Regions from separate parts of the Mus musculus genome. Here region 2 is linked to region 1. A link is a contact called in public Hi-C data. All regions are on one chromosome and are shown on one strand. Each heading gives the region's core, a stretch centred on a gene start, on an enhancer-like site or on the middle of the called end of the contact. The rest is flanking DNA. Distances are from core to core; before and after follow the strand shown.

Region 1 (2,761 bases), core at 74-2,573:
AAAGTTTTTAAAATCTTCTTTTGTGTCTGACACTATTCTGGCACTAAAGAGGGTGTTTGTTTGTTTGTTTTTAAGTAGAAAATGCTCTCATGAATTTTCAAGTGAGTTCAAGGAAAACAGTAAGAATAAATCAAGATTGTGACTAAGTTAAAATTGTATGATAATATGTTAATAAGCAGTGTGGCTGCTGATAAAATGTTTTATCTATAATATATTTGAATACAGTCATAGGTGGTTGTTTCTTAAGATTGATTTGTGTGATGAATGTTTGCTTTTATGAATGTGTGTACACCACATGCATCCCCTGGTACCTGAGGAGGTCAGAAGAGGGCAGCAGATGCCCTGCAACTGGAACATCTCCCCCACCCCAAATACACACACACACACACACACACACACACACATTTTTTTTTAAGCAGGAGGATAATTAGGAAATTTGCAAGAACCAAAATATAAGCTGTGGTTGTTTTTTTTGGGGGGGGAGGGGGGAGATGAGGTTAAGTTTGAATTGTTTGTAATTACAGTCATACTTTTACTGAATGCGTATTCTGTACTACCGTGGTGACATTTCATATGTAGACTATGTAGCATTTTAGTGAGCTATACAGTTTGATAGAAGCATCTCCTGGTATACATGTGTGTATGCACTCCTCATGTCAGCCTAGACTAACGTTCTGATTGTGTCAGAGATTGGAAGGCCTCAGAAGCTTGCCTTGGGCTCCAGTGTCCTAGAGGGAGGCACTGCCAGGCGTGGAGGGACACACACATCTGCAGAGTGCCTCTCGGGGGTTTGTTTGTTGGTTTGTTCAGTTTGGTGTCGAGTAGGCCTGGAATTCACTTTATAGAACAAGCTGGCCTCAATTCATACTCCTCTCTCCTGTCCTTTTATAGTGCTGGGCTTATTATAGGCAAATACCACCACACCCAGTTGCAAGCACAGCTCTTGCTGTACCTTTTAATGTTTGGAGGTTTCATCTATGTTCTAGAATAATTTACACAACTATCTATGCATGTTCTTTGAAGGCTATTTTCCTGTAGTGTCTATAATTTTATAATTACAATTCTGTGTGGTAAGTTCTACATTTTTATAAATAAGTAAATAGGCTCAGGCCAGGCTCTGGTGGCGCACTCCTTTAATACTAGCACATGGGAGGCAGAGGCAGGTGGGTCTCTGTGAGTTCTTAGTAAGCAAGGAAAGAGTTCTCCCCAGAGTGGAAGTGACTCGGGAGCCAAGGGAAGCCACAGAAGCATTGAGTCACCCAGTGTTGGGCTTCGTAGCTCTCTGCTCCTGTTTGTACTTGATTTCTTAGATGGGCCACAGGAGGGAGACTTCCCCTTTCCTGCAGACTAGCCTCCTTCAGCCTGTTAATTCTGAGGTAGCGTGTTTAGTTCCTACTCTCTCATAACAGGCATATATTACCTCAGTTTTTAAAAAAAACAATTTAAAATCAATGTGGAAAGATTACATGACATAGAGAATTAATAGTAATTTAGAGCAAGGGATGATGAGGGCAGCTTGAGATAATAAAGATAGCTTAGTAGAGCAAATAAACCCTAATGTGATAATTGACTTCCCTCCTCAGCTTATCTTTACACAAGCGTGCGCTCTTTCTATCCCCAACATGCCCAAGCCTAGCCCCTGATGACTGGCTGGCCAGGTAGCTCTGGCCCTCTTGATCTTGCCTGCAGAGTGAGTTTTGACCTGATCATTGTTTCCCTTTTGCTCCATCTGCAAAGCTCGTGAGAACTTGTAACTAGGACTCCTGTGAAAGCTGTCTTGCTTTGATTTTTAAGGCAGGGCCTCCCATAGCTCAGTCTGGCCTTGGAATTGGTTGTGTGCTGAGAGCAGGGCAGTCTTAAACTTCTGACCTTCCATGTCTCTACCTGCCTGCCACGTGTTAGTTCTAGTCCTGTGCTTCCAGGCCTGGCAGCTTTGGTTTGTGCTGTCCTGAAACAGGCTCTTTCAGTATAGGCCAGGCTGTCCTCAACTTCATGACCATCCGAGTCTGCTTCCCATGTGCCAGCGTTTCAGGTGTGTGCCCCCAGCTTCCCATTGCAGAGTTTCCCATCCAGAATCAAAGATGGAGGTGGCCAAATGGACTTGTAAGCTTCTAGTTCCTAAAATGCCTTTTTTTTTAGCATTTAAATCCATTCATTTGTGCTGTTGATGCCCGCTTGAAAGGGGGCTGAACCAAGGAAGCCTTTGAATCCTGCCTAGATCAGAATTAATCTTCCACCCTCAGCTAGGACTGATGTCTGTCCTGTGTGCATTGGCGCAACAATGCTTGTTAAATTACTGGTGTGTTTCCATGCCAGCTGGCCAATAATAAATAGAAAACAGTATAAAGTTAATAATACTCTGTCAAGAGGTTTGTGTTGGAAACCACACATGCACTTGGGCATTATGCTAAAGATGGAGGTAGGAGACCTGCTCAGATGCCCTATACCTGCGGATGTTGAAGAAGGTACAGCAGCCCCTGGGTAGGAGACAGTGACTTTGTCTCTGACCTGATAAGGACCTAATCTTACAAAGGAAGTGTCACTTGTACCAAATGCAGAAGTAGCATCCAGGCTTGGGTGGTAACTGGAGACCCGGTCATAGCCAAGCGCAACACCCTCACTCACTAGCTGCAGTCCCTCTGGCGAGTTTGAAGAGCTTTAACAACTCAATTTAACCTACTGATCCAGAATGCTTTTGGTGGTTGGAAACCACACATATTTGTTATCTTGAGATTTCTATGGCATGGCTTAGCTGGACCTC
Region 2 (3,044 bases), core at 186-2,685, 640 kb after region 1:
CTACACTATGACCTCTGCTATGGCTATGACCCCCCACTATGACCTCTGCTATGGCTATGACCCCCCACTATGACCTCTGCTATGGCTATGACCACCACTATGACCTCTGCTATGGCTATGACCCCCCACTATGACCTCTGCTATGGCTATGACCTCTATTATGACCTCTACTATGGCTGTGACCTCTACTATGACCTCTGCTATGGCTATGACCCCCCCCTCCCACTATGACCTCTGCTATGGCTATGACCCCCCACTATGACCTCTGCTATGGCTATGACCTCTATTATGACCTCTACTATGGCTGTGACCTCTACTATGACCTCTGCTATGGCTATGAGCCCCCACTATGACCTCTGCTATGGCTATGACCACCACTATGACCTCTGCTATGGCTATGACCTCTATTATGACCTCTACTATGGCTGTGACCTCTACTATGACCTCTGCTATGGCTATGACCCCCACTATGATCCCCACTATGACCTCTGCTATGACTATGACCCCCCTCCCACTATGACCTCTGCTATGGCTATGACCCCCATTATGACCTCTGCTATGGCTATGACCCCCACTATGATCCCCACTATGACCTCTGCTATGGCTATGACCCCCATTATGACCTCTGCTATGGCTATGACCCCCCACTATGACCTCCAATGTGAAGCTGACACCAAATTAGGTCAGATCACAAAGGAAACTCAAAATCTCGGTGGCTACAACAAACAGATGAACCTGCTGACACAGAATTTGACCACAGTGTGTTTAAGTGTAAAAAGTTAGCTGGAAGCCGGGTGTGGAACACATCTACCATCCCAACACTTGAGAGCCTGGGGCAGGAGGATTGCCACAATTTTGAGACCAACCTGGGCTACCCAGCAAGACTCTGTCACAAAAGCAAAAAAGACTTAGCTGGATATGTTAAGCACCTTGTGTCATCTCAGCCTCTCAGCTGCAGAAGCAGAAGAAAATCTGAGAGCAGCCTGGCTACCTAGCCAGACCCTGTCTCAGAAAAAGTCCTTAACTGTCTGTAAAAGAATCAACAAAGCTGGGCAGTGGTGGTGCAGGCCTTTAATCCCAGCTCTTGGGAGGCAGAGGCAGGCGGATTTTTGAGTTGGAGGCCAGCCTGGTCTACAGAGTTCCAGAATGGCCAGGGCTACACAGAGAAACCCTGTGGTGGTGGTGGGGGGGGGGGGGGGGGGAGGATCGACCAAAAAACAAAACAAAACAAAAAACACATTCAACAAAAGAATTTATTTAGCAGTACAGGAACTGGAAAAATGAAGTGTCTACAGTACAAAGCTCTGTGCACAGCACGGCACTGCGAATGCCATCCACTACCATCCACCATGAGCTAAACGGCCTGTAACTGCACTCTCAGAAAAGCACACACTCAGACAAAACACTGCTCTGCAGCGAGGGGAAGGACCAGGAAGGACTGAGCTGTGAGATCACAGAGCCAAAGATAGCAGCCTAGGTCAGGAAGTTAAGGAAGGGGTGAGAGGAAATGATCCTTCCATTGAGATCAAAGGACAGAAAGAATTCAGCCAGGGAAGGAAGGGAGGCGGCACCCAGGCAGGCCAGGAGGCTCAGGAACTCAGTGTGTGCACACTCTCAACCCAGTTCAGTATGGCTCTGGAATCAAGTGGAAGGAGGTGCCAGGGACTATACAGTGGGATCCTATCTTAGAAAATGAGATTAAAAAAAAAAAGTCTAAGAATTGATACTAATCAATATGCAAGGTCTTTATGAAAAACAGAAAATCTTTCACAAAGGCATATGCAAAACACGAGAGAAGCATAAGGAGAAATAAAATGTTATAAATTAGCAATTATTCCCAATCAATTCACAAAATAAACAAATCTTTCCCCAAATCCCTTAGAAAGTAATGAAGGAGGGGCTCTATGGTAAAGTGCCTGCCAGCCAGCCGAGCTTGAGATCCTCAGTCAGGGTCCCCAGCAGCCACCTACAGTACAGACTATAAGCCCAGCCCGGGGAAGGCAGAGCCAATTGATCCTAGAACTCACTAATCACCAGACTAGCCAATCTATGAGCGCCAGGTTCTGTGAAAGATCCTGTCTTGAAAAGCAAGGGAGAGTGCAAAGGAAGAAGACAGGACAGAACCTCTGGTTCCCTCTCACGAGAACACTCACGTGCTACACAAGCACAAACGCTCGCCACACCCAGAAAGAAAGCGATAAAGAGCTCCTGACTACCAAATGTGTAAATAGACGTGAAATGCTCCAATAGAAAGGCCCATTTCGCCGGGCGTGGTGGCGCACGCCTTTAATCCCAGCACTCGGGAGGCAGAGGCAGGCATTTCTGAGTTCAAGGCCAGCCTGGTCTACAGAGTGAGTTCCAGGACAGCCAGGGCTACACACAGAGAAACCCTGTCTCGAAAAACAAAACAAAACAAACAAACAAACAAAAAAAAGGCCCATTTCCCTGCACTTGGGAGGGGAAGGCAGCTGGAGGACCAAGCGTTCAAGGTCATCATCAGTTACAAGCTAGAGTTCGAAGGCAGCTTGGAATAAGGAGACTGTCTCGATCTCTGTCTCCTCATCAAAACAAGATAAAATAAACAAAACAAAAAGCCAAAACCCAACAACAGTGAAAGAGCCGTGCCTGGGACACACCTGGACATACCTGGAATACACCAATCTCTTGAATTTTTTAAACTATAGAGGACAACTTTTGGCAGTCCAGTCTCTCCTTCTACCCTGTGAGTTTTGGGAATAGCCCAGGTCACTGGGCTTGGGGTAGGCACCTCTACCCACCATACAGCGCAGAACAGAAAAATCTCACCACTGTTCTGTTTGGTTGTTTGGTTGGTTGTTTTGGTTTTTGGTTTTTCAAGTCAGGGTTTCTCTGTATCGCCCTGGCTGTCCTGGAACTCACTCTGTGGACCAGGCTGGCCTCAAACTCAGAAATCCACCTGCCTCTGCCTCCCGAGTGCTGGGATTAAAGGCCTGTGCCACCACTGCCTGGCTCTTTGTTTTGTTTTGGTCAACCTGTAACTATACATTTGTCATTCATTTTAAAGA

Evidence for each region. Hi-C and Micro-C count contacts between places; a contact is called where the count stands out from the background.
Region 2: a Hi-C map of bone marrow-derived macrophages shows a contact between it and region 1, with 12 read pairs. The contact joins two enhancer-like sites. A contact is called at or near these places in 4 of 39 promoter capture datasets (the C10 cell line, cranial neural crest, liver and 1 more), 3 of 484 Hi-C or Micro-C datasets (CD4 T cells, CD8 T cells and bone marrow-derived macrophages), 6 of 115 datasets of contacts at active chromatin or transcription factors (astrocytes, bone marrow-derived macrophages, embryonic hindbrain and 3 more) and 1 of 9 other capture datasets (macrophages).

The regions. Positions count from the first base shown.
Region 1 is chr10:41,825,433-41,828,193 of GRCm38.p6, forward strand. All of the region lies in intron 1 of Sesn1 (sestrin 1), which reads left to right. Among named protein-coding and RNA genes, the nearest start is that of Sesn1, 16 kb to the left of the region's middle. Within about 2 kb of position 1,324, at least 25 of the 459 cell types and tissues checked have an H3K27ac peak or open chromatin away from gene starts, as enhancers often do. A contact at or near this core is called in bone marrow-derived macrophages, where this site is marked.
Region 2 is chr10:42,462,921-42,465,964 of GRCm38.p6, forward strand. All of the region lies in intron 1 of Afg1l (AFG1 like ATPase), which reads right to left. Among named protein-coding and RNA genes, the nearest start is that of Afg1l, 14 kb to the right of the region's middle. Within about 2 kb of position 1,436, at least 78 of the 459 cell types and tissues checked have an H3K27ac peak or open chromatin away from gene starts, as enhancers often do. A contact at or near this core is called in bone marrow-derived macrophages, where this site is marked.